Regions from separate parts of the Mus musculus genome. Here region 2 is linked to region 1. Evidence: chromatin contacts called from public HiChIP or PLAC-seq data. All regions are on one chromosome and are shown on one strand. The core of a region is the stretch at or near the end of the contact, and the rest is flanking DNA. Distances in the headings are between cores, read along the strand shown.

What was found. HiChIP or PLAC-seq counts read pairs in DNA pulled down with a chosen protein or histone mark.
Region 2: an H3K27ac HiChIP or PLAC-seq map of embryonic fibroblasts shows a contact between it and region 1, with 27 read pairs. The contact joins the promoter of Gucy2d here to the enhancer-like site in region 1. A contact is called at or near these places in 1 of 15 datasets of contacts at CTCF or cohesin (the NIH/3T3 cell line), 13 of 484 Hi-C or Micro-C datasets (the HPC-7 cell line, the N1E-115 cell line, bone marrow-derived macrophages and 6 more), 9 of 115 datasets of contacts at active chromatin or transcription factors (the 3134 cell line, embryonic fibroblasts, embryonic stem cells and 3 more) and 4 of 9 other capture datasets (adipose tissue, liver, macrophages and 1 more).

What each region holds. Positions count from the first base shown.
Region 1 is chr7:98,386,275-98,392,256 of GRCm38.p6, reverse strand. All of the region lies in intron 6 of Gm44507 (a long non-coding RNA gene), which reads left to right. Among named protein-coding and RNA genes, the nearest start is that of Gm44507, 26 kb to the left of the region's middle. Within about 2 kb of position 1,621, at least 86 of the 459 cell types and tissues checked have an H3K27ac peak or open chromatin away from gene starts, as enhancers often do. A contact at or near this core is called in the NIH/3T3 cell line, adipose tissue and embryonic fibroblasts, where this site is marked.
Region 2 is chr7:98,438,501-98,444,218 of GRCm38.p6, reverse strand. Gucy2d (guanylate cyclase 2d) reads right to left here and starts at 3,803. Exons shown (of 19, transcript NM_001130693.3): 1 at 3,704-3,803; 2 at 36-794. The coding sequence starts at 3,710.

The DNA.
Region 1 (5,982 bases), core at 372-2,871:
ATAGCTTATTTCTGCAAGTTTCCCTTCAAAATGACTGGTTTTGTTTTTTGAAACAAGGTCTTACTTGAACTCACGATCCTCCTGCCCTTACCTCCCCAGTGCCAGGATTACAGGAGTTTTCCACCACGCCTTGCTTCCATTTTAATATATTTGGATCATGGTAGACAGCAGGTCATTGAAGCCAAGGAACACAAAACCACAGAGAACAGAGACTATAGCCCTTTGCAGCTCAACGAAACAGCCAAGCTCTATAAAAACACTTAGAAAAGTGATGCTTAAGACAGACCATTTCCCTGCAAGGCACAGGCTGGAGGTGATGGGACCAAGGTAAGGCAGGTTTAGGGGCCCCACTCCTGACTCTGTGGAGGTGTCATCCACTGAAGAGACTACGGCTGCCACAGCTACAGAGTCCTGCCCATATGTGTCAGTGATCCAACCAGGAGTTGGGGAGATTCCCAGGCCTGGAAATTCCTGCTAAAATAACCCACATCACCCTAAGTCCCCGTAAACTGGTCATTCTCAAGCTCTGTTTCTTGGAAGAAGTTGGCTCGTGATCAAAAATTCTGGAATTTAGCATAGGAAGTAGCCATTTGAGCAAGGAGAAAGGACTCTGATTAAAGAGCCAAGAATTCTGGGTCCTGATTCACACACATACACACCCCTCCCCAGCAATTACAGGCATGTGTCAGATGAGCCTGGATCAACTCCAGCTCTGTCTTCAGGCACTGCCTGGTTCTGGACAAGGCGGGAACCGCACTGAGCCCTGGCTTCCTCTTTATGACTAGGGATTGAGGTATCTGTCTAGCAGGCTCTTGGGAGGATTTCAGAGGGAGCAGCTGGGCTTGTGGTAAGTTGGCACGCAAGGATGCTTACTGCTTTGTAAAGAGCTACTGCATGCAAGCGTCCCTCTACCCAGCGCAGCAAGATTCAGCAACCAAAGGGTTAACAGCTGGCCCACCCTACTCTCCAGGACCTTGGTCTTTCTGATTGCTAATAAATTCAATGGGTAAAGAAATGGTCTATAAACCACCCATTACTATTATCCCACCTCCACACCCCCAGGTCATCTCCTCCACACCTCCAGGGCCTCCCCACCCATATCTCTGGTAGCCATGATAGCCACTGAGCTGAGTCTCTCTTGTTGAATCTTTCCTGTCATCCCGGGCAGGATGACTGGGGCAGGATCCCAGAAGGCTCCACCTTGCCCTGATGTTTCAAGGCTCCCAGACCGTTTCCAGACTCAGTATTCCCCCTGCTCTCTAAGTTCCCAAAGATTACCCCTCCTTCCTGCCCCTATCACCTCTTGCTCACATCATATTTCTGCTAAATTGAAACAATCGCATCCTCTCTGACTACTAGATTCCAGTGTGTCCTGCCAACTCAGCCTCTCACTCTGGACAGAAATGTCTTCAAAAAGCAGGGTTCCTCATCACCCTTCAATGAGATGCCACCCATCATGGAGACCGCTGCATGATGGTTGGTGCAGGTGGAGCTCTTGAGGAAGGAGATCAAGAGGGAGATTTGCTGGCAGATAGTTATTTGGGGGAAGCTCTTTCAAGATCTGTATCTGTGACGAGGAACTTGTGAATCAGAACTGGGCAGAGAGACAAACTGGACTTCTGAGCAAATCCCTCAAAGGCCTTTGCCTGCTCCTCCCAGAGGTTTGGAGCTGGAATGGCTGTGTGTGTGTGTGTGTGTGTGTGTGTGTGTGTGTGTGTGTGTGTGTATTAGATACATGTATTTCTCTGGGTATGCACATGAGTGTGTTCAGGTGTAAATGCATGCATGTTTGTGGCAATCAGAGGTCAGTGTTAGGTGTCTTCTTCAGTTATTCCCCACTTAAATTTTAGTGTGCGTGTGTGTGTGTGTGTGTGTGTGTGTGTGTGTGTGTTCATGAGCTCTCACCATGTCTCATGTGCAGATCAGAGGAGATTTTGTGGGTTTTGATTCTCCCCTTTATTTTATGGGTCCTAGAGATTGATTTCAGGTTGTCAGGCTTGGCAGCAAACACCAGCTCACTGCTAAGCATTCTTACAGCCCCCTCCCCACCTTAGTTTTGGAGCCCAGGTCTTTCACCAAACATGGAGCTCACTAATTTGGATGGGCCGACTGGCCAGTGAGTTTCAACCCACCTGTCTTCACCTCCTTACACTGGGTGCCTCTGGGCCTGGATTTTACACTGGTGCTGGGGATCCAAACTTAAGAATTTTTTTTTCCAGTCTGTCACAGCAAGGGCCTTACATGCTGAGCCATCTCCCCCCCCCACCCCCCCAGCCTCTGTAATGACTCCTCACAATTATTCCAAGTTGAGGGAGGAGTTCTGGTCGACACCGCACCCCCATCCCTCAACACGTGATGGGGAGACAGTGGCAGGGAGGAATGTGAACCTCAGACTCTGCCCCTGGAAATCTCAGTAGCTGAGGAAGGAGTGACCCAGCCTGGAGTCCGGGGGCATCTGGGTCGCACCCAAGGTGTCCACCACAAAAGTGCTTTGGATTGAGGAGATACTTAGAACGTCTACTGCGCAATGTATGAAACAGTTTGGCACGGCCTGCAAGCTAGGTGGTGAATGATTTCGTACCCTAGCCTCTGTGAGAGCTGACCCAAACATCCTCGTGTCCCTGCTGCCCCTTGCTCCCACCTGTCTAACTGGATCGTGCCTCTTCCCAAGCTATTTCACACCTCTCTGCTTTTGCTCCTGTTATTTCGCCTGCCAGGGATGCCTTTAAATGGAAAAGAGAAATCCTATTCTACTCAATCAGCCAACTCCTAGTCCCCCATCACACGGCAGCCAAGCACTGCCTCCCTTGGGAAGACTTCCGTTAATTCTTTCAAAGCTGGTGCTGCCACATGCACAGAACACAGCCACTGGTGCTGTTTGAGGGCCAGTATCTGGCTTCTTCCCAATTCAGAAGGCAGGCCCTGGCTACTTGGTTTCTCTGGACATGTTTGTGCTAGGGTGGGATGTCGTGGGTAAAGGCATTCAGGAAGACGCACAAGGGTGGAGTCGGGGAGCATCGTGGATGACATCATCCTTCTCCCTTTCTTTGCCAATACCACACCATCACCATATTGTCAAGATCATTCTCTCTGAGTGCTGACTGCCTCCCAGGCTCAGCGCCATGTGCGTTACAAACACGCTTCCCACTAGTCCCTGTTTTATTCTCATCATTAATAACCCTCTGAAAGCAGGCACTATTGTTATCACTGTCTTACAGGATGGAAGCTGGGGCTGGTAAGGGGTGGGCGTGATCCAAGGACACCCTCCATCACCACACTATTGGGCAGCCAGCCACAGTGACCTCAGCCCTTCTGCGTCCCTCCCGCTTGCATCACTGTCTGCTTTTCTAAATGATGTGAGATGCAGGGTTGACCCATCTGAGCAGCCACAAGATCTAGGAGGGCCTTGAGAGGCTGAGGCAGGCCATTCAGAACCATATTCCCCTTCCAGACCCAACTGGGACAGGGTGTGGTTCATCTACAGTTACTTCACAGTATGTGTATGTCAGAGAGCTTGTCCCAGCCTCATGTCTGCAAATCTGGAATCTGACATCTCAGAGAGAAGACTTACTGAGGATGGCGGTCAGCTGACAGAAGTGTTTGCCTAGCATGCACAAAGCCTTCTGTTTAACCCCCGACACTACATAAAATCAGGTGTGGTAATGTATTTCGTACCCAGCATTCCAGAAGTGAAGGCAGGAAGATCACAAGTTCAAGGCTATCCTTGGCTATCTAAACAGCAAGATTAAAGCTAGCCTGGGATTCCTGAGAACTTCTCTCAAAAACAAACAAACAAACAAACCCAAAAGGGTAGAGACTTCTGTAAAAACACACTGCCTGGCCAGCAATAGGCAGGTCAGAATTCTGCCTACTACCAAGCTAACTCCAGAAAAAGAGTATTCTGAGGGTGCCGGGCAGAGATCTCCTCACTCACCAAATTGATGGTAAGCCCCAGAATCTTTCAGAAAACATGGTTCCTGAAACCCCAGGAGTGAGGCCTCTGACCCACGATCAGCCCCCACAGTCAGATGGCTAGTGGAAAATCCTGCTCTGTCTCTTCTGACTTAGATACTGCATAACTATTCAGGAATGGACCTGGGATGCAGCAGACCGGAAACCCAGCCACGGGAGCAGCAGGTACAGAGATGAGAAGAGCGGGTCCAGGGAGTGACTTTTACCCAGATCGATGTAAGTAAGGATCCTTCATGCCAGCTGTGTGAATTTTGGAGCAAAATCTGATCGCTCAAGCCTCAGTCTTCTCTTCTACACAACTGGAATAAGAGCTGTTATCTGGTAGTGTTGCCAAGCAGTCACGGAGGAAAACAATGATGATGTTCAGTAGGGTCACAAGGTATGAGTCGAGAAGAAGCTCTGGGCGGCAGTTGCTCTTTTATTTCATTTGGAGTGGACAGAGATGGTGGGTTCCAGGTGGTGGGACAAAGTAGTTCCAGTCCCCACTGGGCAGGACTGAGTCTTCTATGGCCCTGGAGTCCAGCACAAAGCGAGAAAGTTTCCTATCTCTGAAGCCAAGGAAGGGGTAGTCGTAACTCTAACAGGTGAGAGGAGCAGGGGGGAATCAGAGTCCCTAAGGTCACCGGGAACATCAATGACAAACCTATAAAAGGACCAGCAGTTTTATCTTCAGCCAAGCAAAGCAGAAAGAATCCTTCCCCAAATCTCCTGGGGTGAGAGGACTTTGTCTACCAACTGCTGTCCCTGCCTCACCTCCACTTGCCCAAACACCAGCTCAGGCAGGCGAGGCTGGCAATGCCCCATGACCTCCAGCTGCCTGTGCGAAGAGGAAACTGGGCTCAGGACAGGTGCAGCTACTCCAGGATGCTACCGGAGCCACACTGGCTGAGCCGGGCCTATATACCGCTGACTCAGACATTAAGAGATAGAGACACCAGCTCAGGGGAGTAAGTTCACCTGGGAAATTCTGGCAGGGCAGACACGTGGTAATGGTTGGCTGCACCTGGACAGCCTTCACTCTCAATCAGTGGGAGGCCTCTGAGGGCCCAGAGAAGCCGCAGGCTGAATTTGTACATCTCAAAGCTGGGTCTCAACAGATCCCAACTCAGCACATTCCTGGACCATCCCCAGTACACAGCAACACACATCTGTCAACACCACACAAGCTTGTCCCAGCCTTCATCTTTGCATATACTCGGATCTCTGTCTGCCCTTACCTGGCCTCTAATTCTTGCTAACCTATGTTCTCTCAGCAGGGTTCCCTGTTTCCTAAGGCTTTAAGCCATAGGCTGCCACCAACTTTCATGTCCTCAGCCTGGTCCCTCTTTCCCTCTGTCAAGGATATGCTAAAGGTCACTGTGTCTCTTACCTGCATCAGATGGAAGTCTCTAGAAAATAGAACTGGCCTCTGACTTAAAGCAACTGTCTCAAATGCAATATTTACAAAGGATCTACAACTTCCTCCCACCCTTTCCCTCTTCCTCCCCCAAAGACTGAATTCCTACTAAGTACCAGGCTGGAGGGAGCCAGTAACAGCTTGTATGAAATATGAATTGTTTGACACGTGCAGGGTCATGACAAGGACCAGCTCCTCAGTCCCATGAAATAGCAAATCCTTGAATGTGAATATTGATCTTGTGTACAGAAAATGTTCACCATAGCTTTCTGCCCTCCACCAAGATGCTCTAGCCTGAAGGCTGCTGTCCTGCAGACTGCTCCTATCAAGATCAGCTAGACCTGCCTCCTGCCGCAGCTCCGAATCATAAACCCTGCCTCCTTGTTTATCTGTTATATAATAAGTCCACCCTCTTGGTTATCTGTTTGTAATAACCCTCCTTTCTTGTTTATCTGTATGCAATAACTCTGTCTCCTAGCATATTTGTATCAATAACCCTACCTTCCTGTTCAGGTGTATATAACAAACTGAGTCCAGGGTGCAATGGCTTCTCCATTTGAGAGCCCAGATTACTCAACCCCAGTGTTTCTGCATCCATGTGTCTGTCTTGTCTT
Region 2 (5,718 bases), core at 2,554-5,053, 50 kb before region 1:
CTGCCTACAGCAGGGAAGGGCCCTGATATACTTACTTTTCAGACCATGAACACTGTGGAGCTGCTTGCAAACCTCTGTGGCCCCCTTCTCTCCAGGTCCCAAAGAGGTCACCAGTCCGATGGGCAGCCCATGAGTCCTGAAAGCAGTGGCCAGCTGCTGGGCTGTGGTTACCCAGATGTCCTGGTGAGAGGACACAATGGCCCAGCGAGCCCAGCCAAAGTGTCTCATGACAGACAGTAGCACATCGGCCGCAGAAGGTAAAGTGGGCACTAAGTCACCTCCTCCCTCTGGAGCTTCACAGGCCCAGGAGAAGAGGGACTTGCCCCAGCCTTGGGCCAGCAGGGCTGCTGCTGAGCAGAACCCAGGATTAACAGGGCCTACAAAAGCAGCCACTATGTTCTTGTGGGCCACGAATGTGGCCAGGGCATGAGGAGTGTCACAGCCTGTGGGGAGGACCTTGAAATCCAACTGTGAGCCTGGCAGCAGTGAGGCATCCTGATTAACTTGATCTACAGCCAGCTGGGTAGCTATGCTGGGGAGGGCCTGGGCAAAGATGGGGTCACAGTCCCAGGGACCCAGCACCCCAAGGGTGAAGGTCTCTCTTGCCCATGCTAACAGGGAAAGGGAGTCAGCCCAAAGTAGGACACTCCAAAATACCACAGAGAGGACTGATATGGAAGAGACAGTCTTCAGATGACTGACAGTGAGTCTCCACGGGCCCTGGCAGGGCAGGCAGGTCTTCCAGTGTGGTGCTGTCCAGTTCTGGCCTTCAAAGTGACAGCCCTGCTGCAGACCTGAGGAAGGGTATGTATGGATAAGCCTTGTTGTCTATCAGAGTCCCAAGCATGGAGCTCAGACCGGATGTCACCTACAGGAATAACATCCAGACCTAACCTCTTGTCTCCACCCACAGGTCCCAGGCTAGCCTCTGGGTCTCTCTGAGCCTTGTTTTCTTCCTCTGAAAATATGGGCAACAAAACTGCTCAGAAGTTTTACTGTGGTGACAATATGGCGTTGTGGACAGCAATCGGCCTAATGCCATTGCTTAGGGACTCAGTGTCCTAACTCCTTAAGGAGGACCAAGCTCTCCCTGACCTGTTGCTGTTCTCCACAAGCCCAGCTCCGCCCAAAGACCCTGGCTGCTGAGCCCAAGGCTCTGGGAGCAAAGCACACATGCCAAGTGCAGCAGCTCACCTGCTACATCTGCTCACCAAGAGAACTGAATCTAAAGTGTTCACATCACCAGTGGACCCATTTCTCACATCCTTCACAGACCTGTCTGGACCAAATGGCCTCTCCACCACACTGCATAGAGGAAGAAGCTAGGGGAGCCAGCATAGCGTCAGTAGAGGATGGTATATGACCCAAGTCCATTTGGCTCCTCTCCCGCCCCAACATGACCTTCTCAACCAGAAAATTTGGACTTCCCTCCAAGTGAGTACATTTGACTCTGTCGTAAGATTCCTCTACCTGCTGGCCAGACTCTATGTCTCAAGAATCCTAGAGTTGAAGGCCCTAGCAGGCCAGCTTCAAGATAAGGCAAGGTCTGGCTTTCACTCCTGCTGTGTCTGATGTGGGCACAGAGTCCACATCCCTCGCCATTCTCCACTCTATTCTACTGTTAGAAGCTCTGGACACCACCTTTAAGCCTTTCTTGGCCTCTGCATGGAGCACCATAGCCTCTTCTCCATCCACAGAGCGTGGCTGTCTTTCTGCCCACACCATTTGTGCAATCATCTTAAGAACCCCAGCAAAGAATAAGGTGCATCCTGACCCCCAGGAAACTGCCAGGGAAATAGGGATGCAGAGCTCAGCAAAGGAAAGAGTTAGCCATGAGTTTGGGCCATAGACAGGAGGATGGATAGGAATGAGCAAGGGCAGTGAGGGCCTCCTGGAGGATGCAGAGCTCACGTCAACCCTACACTTGGAGACATAACTCAGGGGAAGGGAAGGTTTTCTTTGAATGTCATCCAAAGGGGTCTGGGTAGAGCAGCTCTTTAGAAACCATATTTGATACTGAAAGGTAGATGAGAGCCTTAGAGCCATATTAAAGTTACACTCATGATCTCCTAACTTTGGGCTAAGAACTGAGGTTCTTTGAGCCTCAGTTTCCCAGCCTGCAAAATGGAGGTGCAACTAGTTACCTGGTAGATTATGGAAACTAGATTGCCTCATCTATGGTGGGAGAATGATCTGCACGCACTAAGTGAAGCCATCCCGCCTCTTCCTCATTATCACCCCCATCTTCAGATCTTTGAGGGGAGGCAAAAGGTACAGAGAGAGCCTAGCAGGAAGGAGGCAGGAAGTTGAGTTTCAATTTCTCCTCCTGTGGAGTTTCCAACACTTTTCCCTGCTGACTGAAGCTTTCAGTACTCTTCAGGGCTGGGGAATGAAAGGCTAGTCTTCTGTTTGTCTCGGAGCCCTGTGGGCTCAGTGCCCTCTGCTGTGATACTTAGTGGTCTCCTAGCATCCAGCAGAGGTTCATGTGCCCTGGAAGTGAATCCTTCGGGGCTGTGGGATGAGCTCTTGATGTACAGAGTCCTTGTCTGTCTCCAGCTGAGAACCAGAGCATGAGTCTTCAGTGTTCTAAGTGGCAGTCACTTCCCTCACAGTCTTGTTACTGAAGTACCCCTGACTCAGACTTTGATGGAACATCTCAGAAGCTATCAAGCTTTTGCTTAACTCTCAGTTTTAGAGGAAGAAACTGATTATGGGTAGTGACTTGTCTGAGGTCTTAACGAAAAGGTGAGACCAAATCAGAGCCAGACTTAGCCACCAACTTCCCAGCCAAAGAGAAATCCCACCTCACCTCACTTGCTTTGTCTCTATATCTATATCTAATCTATATCATCTATATCTATATCTATCATGTCTATCAATTATCTATCTATCTATCTATCTATCTATCTATCTATCTATCTATCTATCTATCTATCTATCTATACCTCATAGAGGATATCAGAGCTTTAAAGATGCTGATGTCTAAGTTAACCCCTATGAGTTCAGTTGGGGACATTGAAACCCAGAGAAGAGGCTATACTTCCCCTGGTCCTGCAAAACATCCATTGAACTCCTTACCTAAGGTCCTGCTGGTCAGACTGCCACAAGAGTCCTGCAGCCAATGGCCTACAGAGGTGCACAGACATTAGCAGGGACCACCTTTTACCACAGCTCTGCCCTGATTTGTAGCACAGGGTCTGGACCCCTTTCTGTGACCTGGTTTCCCCAACCACAGAGAGCTCAGTTTGCCTCTTAAAGTCTCTAAATGTCCATTTTCACTGATGTCCCATGGGCTGGTAGAACATGGAAATAGATCTCCGTCTCTGAGATTAGCCATATTTACCTCCACCTATTGCTTCAAAGGGTGTAAGCTCCTCTGGTCTCTCTGCACTGGGCCCAGTAGGTTAATGGGCAACCCTGAAGTGGAGAGGGGATTGTATTTCTTGGATTTGGTAATGGCCTTTGGGTTTGCCACAGGTTACTTGGTTATGAGGCCATACACATGGAGTTGAAGGTTCCCTATCAGCGCCCTGGAGCTCACAGACAGAGAAGGAAGCTTTTGTCTGCACAAAGGCACCAAGCCAGAGAGAGTGACATCAGCGCAGGGGAGAAGGATGGAGAATTCTTATCAGCCTAGGGTCACCCACTTGCCCCCAGCCTGGCCCTTTTGGCTCTCTTCAGGGCATGCTCCCAGCAGACTCACCTGCCATGATGGGCTGTCAGAGTTGACACTGGATCTTTGTCAGACCGGAGGGTCGCACACCAGGGTCCTCAGAGGCGAGGCTTTCTGAGCACTCTCTGACTTGGGGCCTCCCACGTCTGTGTGGTGTCTTAGCCACTCATTGCTCCTGTTATCTGCTGGCTTCCCGAGACTCCTGCCTGGGGAGTGCTTCAGATATGGCTCGTTCCCTCCCTCTTCCCCTTAGGATTCCAGAGAAATCATCTGGAAAATTGAATCTGTTCAGACACCAGGGCTCTGGGGATCCACACGAGAGAGAAAGAAGTTAGGGTGGGAGGGAGAGGGAGGAGGTAAGAGGGTGTCTTCGGTCAGCACTGTGGACAGCTCTGGCCACTCTGGGGTGCCCAGGAGGCAGGGAGTCCAGACAAGTCACAGAGCTCAGCATTGATAAGCACCCATCAAGTGCAAAGCGCAGTTCATTCTATCCACAGTGGCACCGTTATTACGTCTTTTTAGAGATATACAAAGTCTGGCACAGAGAGGTTAGATAATTTGACCCAGGTTACAGAACCAGTAAGGGCCATGGCTAATCGCTGCTTTAGGCTTCTGTTTTCCGCACCATGATGGTCTTGCATGAGATGGCTTTTGGTGGCTAAGACCTCAGACCAGAGGGCTTGCTTATATCCCCCTTCACTACTCTCTCTGGCGGACCAGCTTTTCTTGAGGTCTCTGTTCTGCTAAGGGCTGACAGCATACTCCACCTCCCCTTGAGATGACTTTGTCACACGGAAATGTGTCTTGTTTGTTTTTGTCACCTTATTCGTTCATCTGGAACTTACTAAGACCTCATTTCCCAGGTCTCCCATGGAGTGAGTCAAAGTCACTTTCCCCCCATTGCCTCAACTATTCCTGCCATTTCCCACAAACTCACTTACCTCCTAGGTGTTGTCCTAGATAAGTGAGCCCCATTGACATGTGGAGAGAACAAAGCATTTTTCTCTTAACAGATCTTTTCTAGCAAGGATAAAGAGGGGCACAAGAGTCAACAAATAATAATTTTACTGCTGAAAAGTGACAGATGTTATAAAACGAGGTGGCGAACCTCAAGGGTACCAGATACACAATTCAGCAGAAGAGTTTTATATTATTATGCAGTCTTTAGAAAGGTAGGTATGGGGCTGGAGAGATGGCTGGGTGGTTAAAAACACTTGGCTGTTCTTCCAGAGGTCCTGAGTTCAATTCCCAGCAACCACATGGTGGCTTACAACCTTTTATAATGAGATCTGATGCCCTCTTCTGTCATGCAGGCATACATGCAAATAGAGCTCTCGTATACATAAGATACATAGAGAAATAAAAATTTTAAAAAAGGGTAGACCTGCCTGTCATAAGTTAGTTTTGGTTGTGAATTTTCTTGTAGCTCCAATAGTGCTCTGAGTGGGCTGCAGGCCCCTGCTGATGTGCTCAGAGTGCTGCTAGGGCAGAGCATAGCTGCCTCCTGGTTCTCTTTCCAGCTCTGCTCCATGCTCCAGGTGGGACCTGCCGTTTATCCAAGCCTCTCTATTAGGAAGGTCCTTGTGGAGTCTGTTCTTACTGCAGGACTGACAGTGGCCTGTGACACTTCTACCCTTACATAGCTGCTTGGAACAAAGACCACAAGATGACTTGTGGCCCAACAGGGTGACTTTCACTCAAACGCATCAACAATCATTAGGGACAGGACAGGTTTCTGCATAAGGAACAATTATATTATCATAAGGCTGCTGAAACTGCCAGGTGGGTGAAACTGAGCTGCCTTCTGGAAGGATCTGAGTTTAGTCTTTATGGGATTCACCGGGATTGTAGGACAAGGCAATTCTTGGGGCTAACATTCTGCATTCGTGCAGCCTATGGGGCACCAACACCACCTCTCTATAAAGACTGAGATCTGTCACTTGGGCTTATGTAGTAGCTCCCTTCTTGAATTGACCTGGGGTCATGAGAAGTCCGTATGGCTGGGGATAAGTCCAACCCACTTCATCAGAAGAACTGCTGGACCA